Linked DNA regions of Xenopus tropicalis: region 1 is linked to region 2. The links are chromatin contacts, called in public Hi-C maps. All regions are on one chromosome and are shown on one strand. The core of a region is the stretch at or near the end of the contact, and the rest is flanking DNA. Distances in the headings are between cores, read along the strand shown. Region 1 overlaps LOC116410414 (a long non-coding RNA gene). Region 2 holds the start of mmp15 (matrix metallopeptidase 15).

What was found. A called contact is a pair of places that touch in the nucleus more often than the background predicts.
Region 1: a contact with region 2 is called in a Hi-C map of neurula embryo, with 2.7 times the contacts expected there. The contact joins the enhancer-like site here to the promoter of mmp15 in region 2. A contact is called at or near these places in 3 of 5 Hi-C or Micro-C datasets (gastrula embryo, neurula embryo and tailbud embryo).

What each region holds. Positions count from the first base shown.
Region 1 is chr4:75,734,343-75,740,489 of UCB_Xtro_10.0, reverse strand. LOC116410414 (a long non-coding RNA gene) reads right to left here. Exons shown (of 2, transcript XR_004222375.1): 2 at 3,804-5,368. Among named protein-coding and RNA genes, the nearest start is that of csnk2a2, 45 kb to the left of the region's middle. Within about 2 kb of position 2,504, at least 3 of the 11 cell types and tissues checked have an H3K27ac peak or open chromatin away from gene starts, as enhancers often do. A contact at or near this core is called in neurula embryo, where this site is marked.
Region 2 is chr4:75,680,168-75,686,464 of UCB_Xtro_10.0, reverse strand. mmp15 (matrix metallopeptidase 15) reads right to left here and starts at 4,442. Exons shown (of 10, transcript NM_001015921.2): 1 at 4,039-4,442. The coding sequence starts at 4,176.

The DNA.
Region 1 (6,147 bases), core at 1,255-3,754, 56 kb before region 2:
CTAACACAAAGTGCAGTTGTAGTGTAGTCATCATGTAGAATATTAGTTAGGACATTTATGTATTAAATATTCACCCAGAACCTTAAAATATATAGTTCTAATGCATGAAAGAGCAGGTAATGATCATTTATCCGGCCAGTACTGCCATCAAACATGACTTGCAAATTGCTTATATTTTAAAACAAGAGATGGCAAAAACTTCTTCCTATGAAATACTTCATCACTCATTAATATGCTAGCAGTATAATATACTGTACAACAGAGGGGATGACGGAAGTCACCAAATGACCAAACGTTTAGAAAGGGTCAGTGAGTTTCTGGTTAATCATGAGGATATCCAACTTTTTTAATGTACCAAGTAAGTTATCATATACAATATGTCTGTATGGCCAATTATAATAACATGAGGATGTCATACAAAGAAGCATGCAAAGTCCTTGCGTATGATCAGTACAGCACAAAGTATTAGATTGGCACATCATTTCTTTTTTGGGTGCTCACTGTGTGGGGGCTACCTGGAAATTCCCATATTAGAAAAAAAAATAGCAAAACTTTATATCATACAAAAAATGCACATGCAAAAAAATATACAAATGCCTGCATTTACCTGGAGCAAATCTACCCCAAACAGTGTGCAGAGTTGGTACGTACTTACTGTTAGGCTTTCAGGGCTCATGCTCCTGGCCTGGGAGCTTGCACACCAGATGTGACGTGGCTAGACATGGCAGCTGTAAAGCAGGTTGGACTACTATGCTTTCTCAGCCAAGGTAACAGCACAAGAGGGCAGCTGATGGGTTAGCTTTAGAAGGAAGGGGTCCTTTGCAGGGGATGACTTTTATAAAATTCAATGCCCTTTAAGTTTATTTAACAAAAAAATGTAACAAACTAATTTTAGGTTTCAATGATTGCAAATAAAAATATCAGAGAACAAATTCAGTGAATAAGAGAATTGGTTATTGGCCTAGCTATATTTTATAAAGAACTTAAATAGGTTAAAACGTATATTAAAGCTAAAAGTCATGTAAAACAAAAACAGAAGGAGACTGATGAAAATGTACAGCTTTAATGCCTGTGCCACTTGCTAACAATACTGGCAGCTGGAGATTGATGCTATTCATTGCAAAGACACAGAGGTTACAGAGATATGGGTGGGAGACTTTGCAAGACAGCTGCCATGTGCCTTATGGGTAATCCTAGAAGTAATGAGTTTTTTACTTCAGGTTCCCTTAAAGCAACATGTCTTTTTCTTAATCTTAAACATATTAAATGTATGTATAGAGTGCTGGTCTGAGAAGCAGGGATAATTTTAGGAGCACTACAATGATATTTTTCTGAAGTTTTTTCCTCAGTTATTAACCACTGATCCCTTACATTTTATCTCTATCCTTATATTTTTCTCTGCCTTTTTTCCTGTCTAACAATCCACCTTTCTTTCTATCTATCTATCTATCTATCTATCTATCTATCTATCTATCTATCTATCTATCTATCTTTAGTAGCAGAGTGTTGTACCATGTTAGCTATAAATCAAAACCAGAAAATATAGAGCAGGTGATACCTTTTATTGGCCAACTGAGTAGATTAAGAAATGGGATCTTTCGAAAATAACAAAAGAGGCATATCTTGTTATTGTCCCAGGACTAGTTAGGTCCCTGCTTTAAGCATACTATAATCTATATTTCCTGGTTTTTATCTGTCTATCAATCTATCTATCTATCTATCTATCTATCTATCTATGTATCTATCTATCTATCTATCTATCTATCTATCTATCTATCTATCTATCTATCTATCATCTATCTATCTATCTATATCTATCTATCTATCTATCTATCTATCATCTATCTATCTGTTATCTTTATCAAACTATCAAACTGATGACAAGACAAACAGATCAAACATGCACCCCTTATACACAGAGATGTATGAGTTTAATTTATTTGCAAATGCAGAAGGTGCCTACAGACTTAAAGTATGGCCCGCAGAGCATTTTGATAGATGCTAATTGCATTGATATTGTTCACAACAATGAGAAAGCAACATTTTACCCACAATTATTGCCTAAGAAGTGCTGTTCTGTTGCAATGAGTATAAATAGCACACACAGACTAATATCTAATGTATGCATGGTAACCCCAAGAATCCCAAGAACTAGGGTGTGTGAAAATTGGATGCAGTCCTAATCCAAATATAGCTCTTTAAAACATCTTGTGTATCCAAAAGTTCCTGATAGAATATGTTTTTTTATTGTTGCTGGTCCTAGTCATACTGTGTGTAGGTACTCCTAGGTAATGTGCTTGTTGCTGACAGAGCTATATGCTGGCAGCAGTCCCAGTGTAGAGGTAGAGTACTCATGCATGTGTTGGAACTACTTTTCTAGGTAATGTGTGTGTTGGCGATAATCCTAGAGGTTATAATGGGAGTGTTGGCATCCGTCCTAGAGGTGACACTGGGTGCTCCCAGCTGTTTCCGGAGCCTGTGAATTCTCTTTCAGAGTGTTTCCTGTCAGCCTCAAAGGACTGTCCAGACTGTGGGATAATTTGCAGAATAGTGGAGAGGAACCGTTGGCCCCCTACAGACACTAATCTAAAGCCTGTTAGATTGGCTCTATCTGGTGGAACAAAATAAGGGCCAGAAATGACGGTGTCAGGAACTTGCTGCTGAGGACGTGGATTGTCATTTATCCAAAGCATTCAGCTGCCTATTTGGCGATGAAAAAGGAGACGGCTGTCTTATGAGGGCATGCTCTGAGAATGAGATGTATGCAAGGCACAGCTCTCCTACTCAGCCAACATGCAATGGAATATGCTGTAAATATGATATTAAATGCCAGTCTGCAAGCACAGAGGTTTCAGATTTCTGCTTTTTCCTATTTGCTGTTGTTATTTGCTGACGAGTGATGGCTGGTCTGGGAGCATTAGCAGCACATTAGAGGTGGAGCTCCATAATCATGCCAAATAATCACATCCATGCGCCCATCAGAAGCTCCAGGGCTGTGTTAGTCAGCAGTCTCATACGTAAGTGATCTGCTGGCACAATGGTCCTGTCTCACCCAATTAGCAAATGGGATTTGACAGCATCCTTTTCTCCGTACACAAGCAGTTCCTTTGACACTTAAAAATCCAGCATTAAGAAAATTAAATTTTCTATTTGCTTCAATGCATACTTAGCATTTCATTACAAACTGCAGAATAGTGTAACAAGTTCAACCCTTCCCTTAATTCTTATTTAGATTCTAGCTTAAAATTTTATCAATAGGGATAAACAAATTTTTTCATCAGATATGGATTCAAAGCAAAATTTGCAGCTTCAAGAGTGGCAAAAATATTATTGAATCTGAGATAGAATTTCACTATGCCTTTAGTTTTGCTAGAAACAAAAATCACAAACAAAAAAAGCCCATTAACTTCAATGAACTTGGCATTAGAAAAAAGGCCCACTGATTTCAAGAAAAAAATTGAGAAAAACTGACCATCGACTCCAATGCATTTGGACAAATTTTAGCAAAAATGTACTGGACACCTGTTTAAAAGCAAACATCTTATTGCTTGCTATGGGTCACTGCTCCTGGGCCTTTTATTACATATGGGGGTTAGTGTTATTAGTAATTTATTCCAGAAGGGGGTGCCCAGATAAGTTTTCTAAACTTTGGTCACCTTGGTTAGACCTAAAACTTTCTTACTTGCCACTGGGCAGGAAAGTCTATTCTTTCCCCTGTTAGTTAGGCCACCACTCTCGGATATATAAAAATACAACTCTGTTAGTGAGAGCCTTGGAAGTAACAAAACACACAGAAATTTAAATATGTTACAGATGTTTTATTTTGTTTAAAACCAGTTACTCAGTATTACTTTCCCTTTAAAAACAAAATAGGCCTATCTTACAGTTGTCACTTTCAGCTGCTGTTGATTGTTAACAACATTGTTGATAGCTACACAATTCAGTATTTTCCTTGGTTGTGCTGCTTAAATTGTTGATATTCCAAATGCAGTAAAACCCCCATTTTAATGGGGGCATTAAAATACAGAGCAGACAAGATCCCCACCAGCACAGAGGCTAAGGTGAAGAAGTTGGAACATCTCAGAGGGGCCCTTAAGACATGTGGATATCCAGACTGGCCCTTTGTTAAAACCGGTAGAAAGAGAAGCAATAACACCTAAACTACTGGTGGAGGTGGAAAACATGACAGACGAAAGAACTTGGTCCTTCCATATGTAGCTGGGGTGTCTGAAAATCTTAGAAGGAGTTTTAATAAACACAGACCCCTATCAGCTTTAAACCCAGCAACACATTGAAGCAGCAACTGGTGTTCACTAAAAAGACCCAATCCCAAAGCATAAGAAGAGTAACATTGTGTATGCAGTACAGTGCAGTGAGGAGTGCTCTGACTTGTATGTGGGAGTAACCGAACAACAGTTACATCAGTTTATGGCACAGCACAGAAGAGTCAGCTCCTCTGGTCAGGACTCAGCGTGTAGCTACATCTAAAAAAAAAAAAGGACACACATTTGAAGACTGCCAGACTCTAGACAGGGAGAGTGACTGGTTCAAAAGAGGTGTTAAAGAAGACATATATGTGAAAACAAAAAAAGCAATCAATGATTGATTATAATCAGTAATAAGGTCCCTGACCCCATGCTGGTTGTGATAAGAAGATTATGCTGATTGGAGCAACATTTATTCCAGGAAGATCTTTGTACAAGTCATTCTGAATTGAGAAAGCCAGTTGAATGATTGGTGAAAAGTCTTCAAGAAAAACAAGTCCAGTTCATTTGACTTATTACTATACATATACATGACTTGGATAAATGAGAATTTTCACAAACAACCCCCATTTTATGTTTTTCAGGGGACCAGGAAAATAGGAAAATATTGTGCATTTCAGAATATGTAAAATCAGGGAAATGCATTATGGTTTATATGTTCATGAGACCACAAAAAAGCAGTAAAACAAAGGAAAACCTATAATCAGTATATGTAAAATAGTTGACTTTTCTTTTAAATATAAGGCTTCTATTTTTCTATGATTATATAGACACATATCGTTTTCTTGCACCGACAGGTTCTTGGACAGCAGAGAGACTGTTGCGTCAGACAGGAGGTTATCAGTCAGTTGAAAGAGCAGCGGTGGGATCCAAAGTTCTGTTTATTTCAGACCCTATATCCTGGCTCTGTGCGAGTCAGCCTGGGAACCAAGTGAAGATCACAGAATATGTGGTTGGGTTTGTGGGGGTGGGAAGACTCAGGGCTCCATCCGCTCCCAGTGGCAAGATCCACATCATATCAGCAGGCATCAGGGAACAGTGTCGTCTTTTCCTATTAGATAAATGTATCATTTCTCCTATTTTCACAGCTGGAGAAGTGTGATCTACAGTAACAAGAGCATCTTATAAATATCTATGGCTTATTGTTTAATAGGTTAATAATTATTGCACAAGGTAAAGGCAAAATATATCCCACATAAACGATATATAGTGCATAAATACTATCTGAACTTCCAGAAATATATATATACACTTTGAGAAAGGCTGTTGACACAGCCAAAATGTCAGTCATGTTGTACTTTTAATAAATCATATCTATTTTCTCATAAGCCCTGAGTGATGAGGCCCGTTTGTGTATTTATATATATATATATATAATAATTATTATTAATAATAATAATAATAATAATAATTACAATTATGAATAACATGCCAACATATTCCACGATACGGTACAATCAATTGGTCTATACATTGACTGATCATACAGATTTACAATAAAAACAACCAATAACTAATACAAGTGTAAAGCGGGCCTCAGTTACTGTACCTGTGCGACAATGAGACAGGCCTTGGCCAGGCAAGCAGTTCACTAGGGGAATTCCTGGACAGCTGTCTCATTGTCAAGAGCCCAACAAAAAGGTTAAGCACCCACACACCAAAGTATCTACTCCATAAATACATCATCTGGGGCTCAGAGCAGTAAACACACCATATTAATGAGTATGTAATCAGAATTTTACCCAAGATATAAAAATAAGAACACAAGTTTTAATAAGTTTTAAAAAGGGGGTTCAGCTTGGAGCATACCAAGGTATAATGCACAGTTTTAGTATATATATTAATGTACGCTCTTACAGGCTTGGTGTAATGGATTTGCTTT
Region 2 (6,297 bases), core at 3,193-5,692:
CAGCAGCCACCAGCCTATTGCAGAAGAGTAAGATAGCAAAGTGAGGCCCAATAACAACTTGTAGGGCTGTTCAAATACCATACTGAAATACAAGAAAATTAGCAAGTTCTATTATAGCTACATCAGTAAATTTAACCCCACCAGCTTTTTTTGAACATATAATACCTAACCAATCCATTTGGCACAATAAAACATATGGTTCATGAGATGAGACGGTCCAAGCCTGATCCAAATAAAATCAGGGGTAGCTGATGAACTGATTAAAGGCATCCTCCATACAAAATATGATATACTGTATACCAAAAGAAAACAACACAACAAAGCTAGTGCAAAAAAGGGACTTTTACCTTGGGGAAGGGGGGGTGGTGGTAAAATGCTCACAAGAAACAATGCCCACCCAAATGCACAATGAAAGAAAAATGCAGTTCTAGGAAGTTCTAATATACATTCATTAAAGATTTCCATTGGTTTTAACTTAACTTGTGAATGCAATTGTTGTTAAAAGCAGCAACTGTGTATCCATTTTTGTTCAGTTGAGTCTGTCTCCTAAAAAAAAAGTAAAAGGAGACTGCTCTCCTCTTTCAATCAGGTGGCTTGCAACCTCCTTGTGGGTCAGAACCAGAAATTCAGAAAATATAAGCAGTCAATCAGAATCTGCTCTCAGTACTAATACCATTTACACATAGTTGTAAAACCACTGAATATGTTTTATGTAAATTGAAATATATAGAATTACATTTTCTTTCACTATGCAAAAACACAGATAGTGGGGGTCATTTATCAACACTGGGCAAATTTGCCCTTGGGCATTAACACATGGCAACCAATGAAATTGTTGCATTCATTGTTCTACATTCAGCTGGCTGAAAAAGTCAACCACTGATTGGTTGCTGTAGGTTACTGCCCATAAGCAAATTTGCCCAGTGGCACGCCTCTATAATTACAATCAGTTGATGCCTCCTCCCAAGATTTTCTAGAAGTGTCCCTGTTTTTTTTTTTTTTTTTTACATGGTCTAGAAATATAAAGCTGGTTCATGCCAATGATATTTACCTAGAAAGCATCATTTATGTTTAAGAAGCACTGAGGGTATCACTGTAAACTGACAGACAGGTACCTGTGATTCATGTACAGGTCCTTTTCAAAAAATTAGCATATTGTGATAAAGTTCATTATTTTCTATAATGTACTGATAAACATTAGACTTTCATATATTTTAGATTCATTACACACAACTGAAGTAGTTCAAGACTTTTCTTGTTTTAATATTGATGATTGTGGCATACAGCTCATGAAAACCCAAAATTCCTATCTCAAAAAATTAGCATATCATGAAAAGGTTCTCTAAACGAGCTATTAACCTAATCATCTGAATCAACAAATTAACTCTAAAAACCTGCAAAAGATTCCTGAGGCTTTTAAAAACTCCCAGCCTGGTTCATTACTCAAAACCGCAATCATGGGTAAGACTGCCGACCTGACTGCTGTCCAGAAGGCCATCATTGACACCCTCAAGCAAGAGGGTAAGACACAAAAAGAAATTTCTGAACAAATAGGCTGTTCCCAGAGTGCTGTATCAAGGCACCTCAGTGGGAAGTCTGTGGGAAGGAAAAAGTGTGGCAGAAAACGCTGCACAGCGAGAAGAGGTGACTGGGCCCTGAGGAAGATTGTGGAGAAGGACCGATTCCTGACCTTGGGGGACCTGCGGAAGCAGTGGACTGAGTCTGGAGTAGAAACATCCAGAGCCACCGTGTACAGGCGCGTGCAGGAAATGGGCTACAGGTGCTGCATTCCCCAGGTCAAGCCACTTTTGAACCAGAAACAGCGGCAGAAGCGCCTGACCTGGGCTACAGAGAAGCAGCACTGGACTGTTGCTCAGTGGTCCAAAGTATGTCATTCGGAAATCAAGGTGCCAGAGTCTGGAGGAAAACTGGGGAGAGGGAAATGCCAAAATGCCTGAAGTCCAGTGTCAAGTACCCACAGTCAGTGATGGTCTGGGGTGCCATGTCAGCTGCTGGTGTTGGTCCACTGTGTTTTATCAAGGGCAGGGTCAATGCAGCTAGCTATCAGGAGATTTTGGAGCACTTCATGCTTCCATCTGCTGAAAAGCTTTATGGAGATGAAGATTTCATTTTTCAGCATGACCTGGCACCTGCTCACAGTGCCAAAACCACTGGTAAATGGTTTACTGACCATGATATTACTGTGCTCAATTGGCCTGCCAACTCTCCTGACCTGAACCCCATAGAGAATCTGTGGGATATTGTGAAGAGAAAGTTGAGAGACACAAGACCCAACACTCTGGATGAGCTTAAGGCCGCTATTGAAGCATCCTGGGCCTCCATAACACCTGAGCAGTGCCACAGGCTGATTGCCTCCATGCCACGCCACATTGAAGCAGTCATTTCTGCAAAAGGATTCCCGACCAAGTATTGAGTGCATAACTGAACATAATTATTTGAAGGTTGACTTTTTTTGTATTAAAAACACTTTTCTTTTATTGGGCGGATGAAATATGCTAATTTTTTGAGATAGGAATTTTGGGTTTTCATGAGCTGTATGCAACAATCATCAATATTAAAACAAGAAAAGGCTTGAACTACTTCAGTTGTGTGTAATGAATCTAAAATATATGAAAGTCTAATGTTTATCAGTACATTACAGAAAATAATGAACTTTATCACAATATGCTAATTTTTTGAAAAGGACCTGTATATACCCACTTATGGTGCTTCCCAGTTTAATATGATATATAGCATTGTCCAATATGTGGAAAATACATTCAGTAAGAAATACAGGAATTAATGTGGAATACATCTGAAAGTTATAAAAAGGAGGTGCATTAGGATTTATCATTGTCAAATGCTACCTGGATTTCCCATTCAATTGATGAACTCGAGCATAGAAGTGAAACATATTATGCTGAATAAGCTGGTACCACATTCAGTAAGACCCTCCCAAAATTGTGCATTATTTAAAGCAGAATTAATATTTATAGGTTTTTTATGTTCTGATTCTATTCCTGTACTATTCTAATTGTCTTCAATAATCCAGAAGGACCAAGAAGACACCTAATGAAATGGTCACAAAATAAATATCAACAATCATCTTTCAATGAGCTGCCATGTTTATTTTAGACAAGTTATTAGTTGCAGTACTCCAATGCTGCATTGTTTTACATGGCAATTTCTGCAATCTTTTGTTAATAAACCAGACCCATGCATGGGCACACTGGGGTGTCTTAGATATTGCCTTAAACTGACATTTAAATACAATGCGGCCCATACAGCCCCTGCAGGAAGAATTAAAGTTGGCAGCCAATGGCACATTACAGCAGCCCTTGGGGCATTTGCCAGAATATCTAGATAGCCAGTTTGGGTCGGACTTCTGTTTGTAGGCTCAAAACATTACCTGTAAAAGTGTAGAATATTTGGTTGGTGTTATACAAATACAAGACAATAACAATAATGATAAAAAAAACCAGTAGCAATAGCCAATCAATAAAAATTTTCTTCAGGAATTGTTTTATGAGTGATAGTTTCTAAGGTTAGTTTATTACATAAACATAAAGGGCTATTTAAACAACATTAATAACCTGACAAACACGGTCTGGATTGGGTGCAGTTCACATACTATTGTTAAACTATGACTCCCAGTGTCCCATAAAGCCAAATGTTAATAGTTGATGCTGGGAGTTGTGATTTCAGTTTGACTGCAGTTGGAAAACCATGAGAAAGGTGAAAACTGTTACAGAACAAGAAGCAAGAAGACAGGCTTTCTACTCTGAAGCTGATGGAATGTTGGCTCCCACAGAATGGCATGCAAACACACTGGTACCCGGTATTATTTTTTATCCCACAGAAGTGAGGAGCTGTACCTGGGAGGGGCTAGATACTACCTGGCAGCTATAAACCCATGCACCTGTACCTTAGCGCATCCAACATAGTAAAGAAGTACTTTGGGCGTTCTTGCTTAGGGACAGATGGGAGCCACATTTGCCCATTGCTAGACATAGCACAGACCATGCACACGTATAATACCTCGGCTTTTGAATCCCAATCACTAGTTGCGGCGTATCCCTGACAGCAGATTAATAGAAAGGTCCATCCCAGCAGCAGTCTTGCAGCCCCTCCCCGCTCTGTCCAGCGAGGTCTCCCCCAAAACAAACCATCTGCCATATTTTTGGGGGCTCAATTTCTCCCCTTTTGTTTTTCTTCGCCCCGTGTTGAAACTGCTACTTGGGTGACACTCCCTAAGCCAGAAGTGACTGAGCACAACCAGAGCTGCTCTCAGGGTAGCTCTCAGCCAGGCACTGCTCAGCGCTCCAAGCCCTCAGTCGCCTTGCACATGGATCAGTCCACTCTCAGTAGCCATTAGGGAGGCCGCACACTCAGCTCGTATAGTCACTGTGGCCATGGCTTATAGCAGAGAGCAAAGCGCCGAACATATTAGGTCATCCAGGAGCAGATCCCAGCGCTCAGCCACTGTAACAGTTTGCAATGAGTCCTCCTCAATGAGTCCTCAGACCTCCCCCTGCCTCCTCCCCCACCTCCTCCTCTGGCATTTCCCTCCCTTGCTGGGAAGGAAGCCCAGTATCGCTCCTAACGTTTGCATTATCATGGCATACCCTTTATGCCATTAGGCTGGAGCTTAACCACAGGCTGTAAGAGCACAGCCATTGCACTGCATTGCATGACTCCATGCCCAGGCTCATCTGAAACCCCTACACTACAGTGACGAGCCTCAGTAAGTGATCAGCAACTGCCTTGTCTTTAAACCCAGCTGCTGAGCTGTAGCCTATATGGTATTTCTTGTAAATGCAAACAAGTCTTCCCCCATATCAACCAGGGAAAATAGAAAATGCAGCAGCAGGAAGGGGGAATGTTTTGTCTTGCAAAGTTCAGAGTTTGTACTCATAATTTAATTTATATTTCTTTGGGGGGAATTCACAAAAATGTTGGTAAAAATGTTTGTGCGCCGGCTTATTCACAGACCAATTTTCCGCCTCTACTGACAATTTTCAAAAAATGTCTTTTAAAAGTGGATGTAGCTATTATATACAACCCTTTTTGAGAATTAGTTGTAGCCACTTTTTTACAGAAATTTTATACACCAAAATATCTCCCCCATAACAAAAATTTCAGGGAAAAAATGTTGATTTGGCTTAAGTCTGTATAAAGAAAATGTATTGGTGCACAAACTACAGAGCACAATAAAAATTTTTAACCATGTATACATCACTTTTTAAAATTTGGCTGCATTACAACAAATACTTTCTGCGAATTTGCCGTGCTTACAACATTTTTACAGTTTGGCAACCGACAATTTGGGGGGAATTCCCAAAAAGTGGTGGTCTTTTAGATCACATTTTACTGACATTTTTTATGAATTTGTCTTTAGCTCTTATTAAATCTGTTGTTCTGCCATCAAACCCAGTCCCACATCTACATGAGCCTCGCAATATGACTGATTTAGAAATCTACATGTTTCATGAATGTGCCAATTCCAAATATGTATAGTCTTATTGAGATTTCTGACTTGTATGTATCAGAACTCAGTACACTACCAAAACCTTAAAGCACCACCACAGAAATAGGCATCCTGTACTGCAGATTCCAAGGCCAAAAATTCTCTAACAGTAGGTTCACCACAGGAAACCATATATTTTTGCCACCGCACTACATCTCTACTGCCACTAATTACTGGCCAACAACAATTGGCCCCAACATGCCCAGTGAAAAGAGGGCCCAACAGTTTTTTGTCAGTGCCCTGTTGGGCCAGTCCAACCTTGAATTTACAGTACCCCAATATCCCAGTTTGGGTGCCAGTGTGGATGCGCTGCTTGCTGATCACCAAGATGGCGGCTGGGAACAGAGGTGACAAAGCTAAAGGTGGGGTGGGGAGGTTATGCTGTCAAGGAACTTTGTAGTTCCGGACATGCTATGGGGCACGGATAAGTTTGGGCAAGTGTCAGTGAAGTGATTAAAGAGGTGATAATGCCCCTACAAGAGGTGTCACATGAAGACAGTGTAAAGCAGCGCAAAACAAGCACTTAGAATTGATCTGACAGAGATAATCTTCTGTCCTTCCATCCATCTATTTTTCAGGGAGGGGGCCGCATTGCACTAGAAGAGCCAAAATTCCGTTTTATTTGACCGACCATGCAAAAGCATGAGATTTTGTAGGATCCAATAAAATCTGATCTCCAATAGGCTGTAATGTAATGTCTTATCAGATAAAGTTGTCAATCTGAGATGCTCCAACAAAATCCCCTGTGAAGTTTAGCGTTTAAGGCAAAT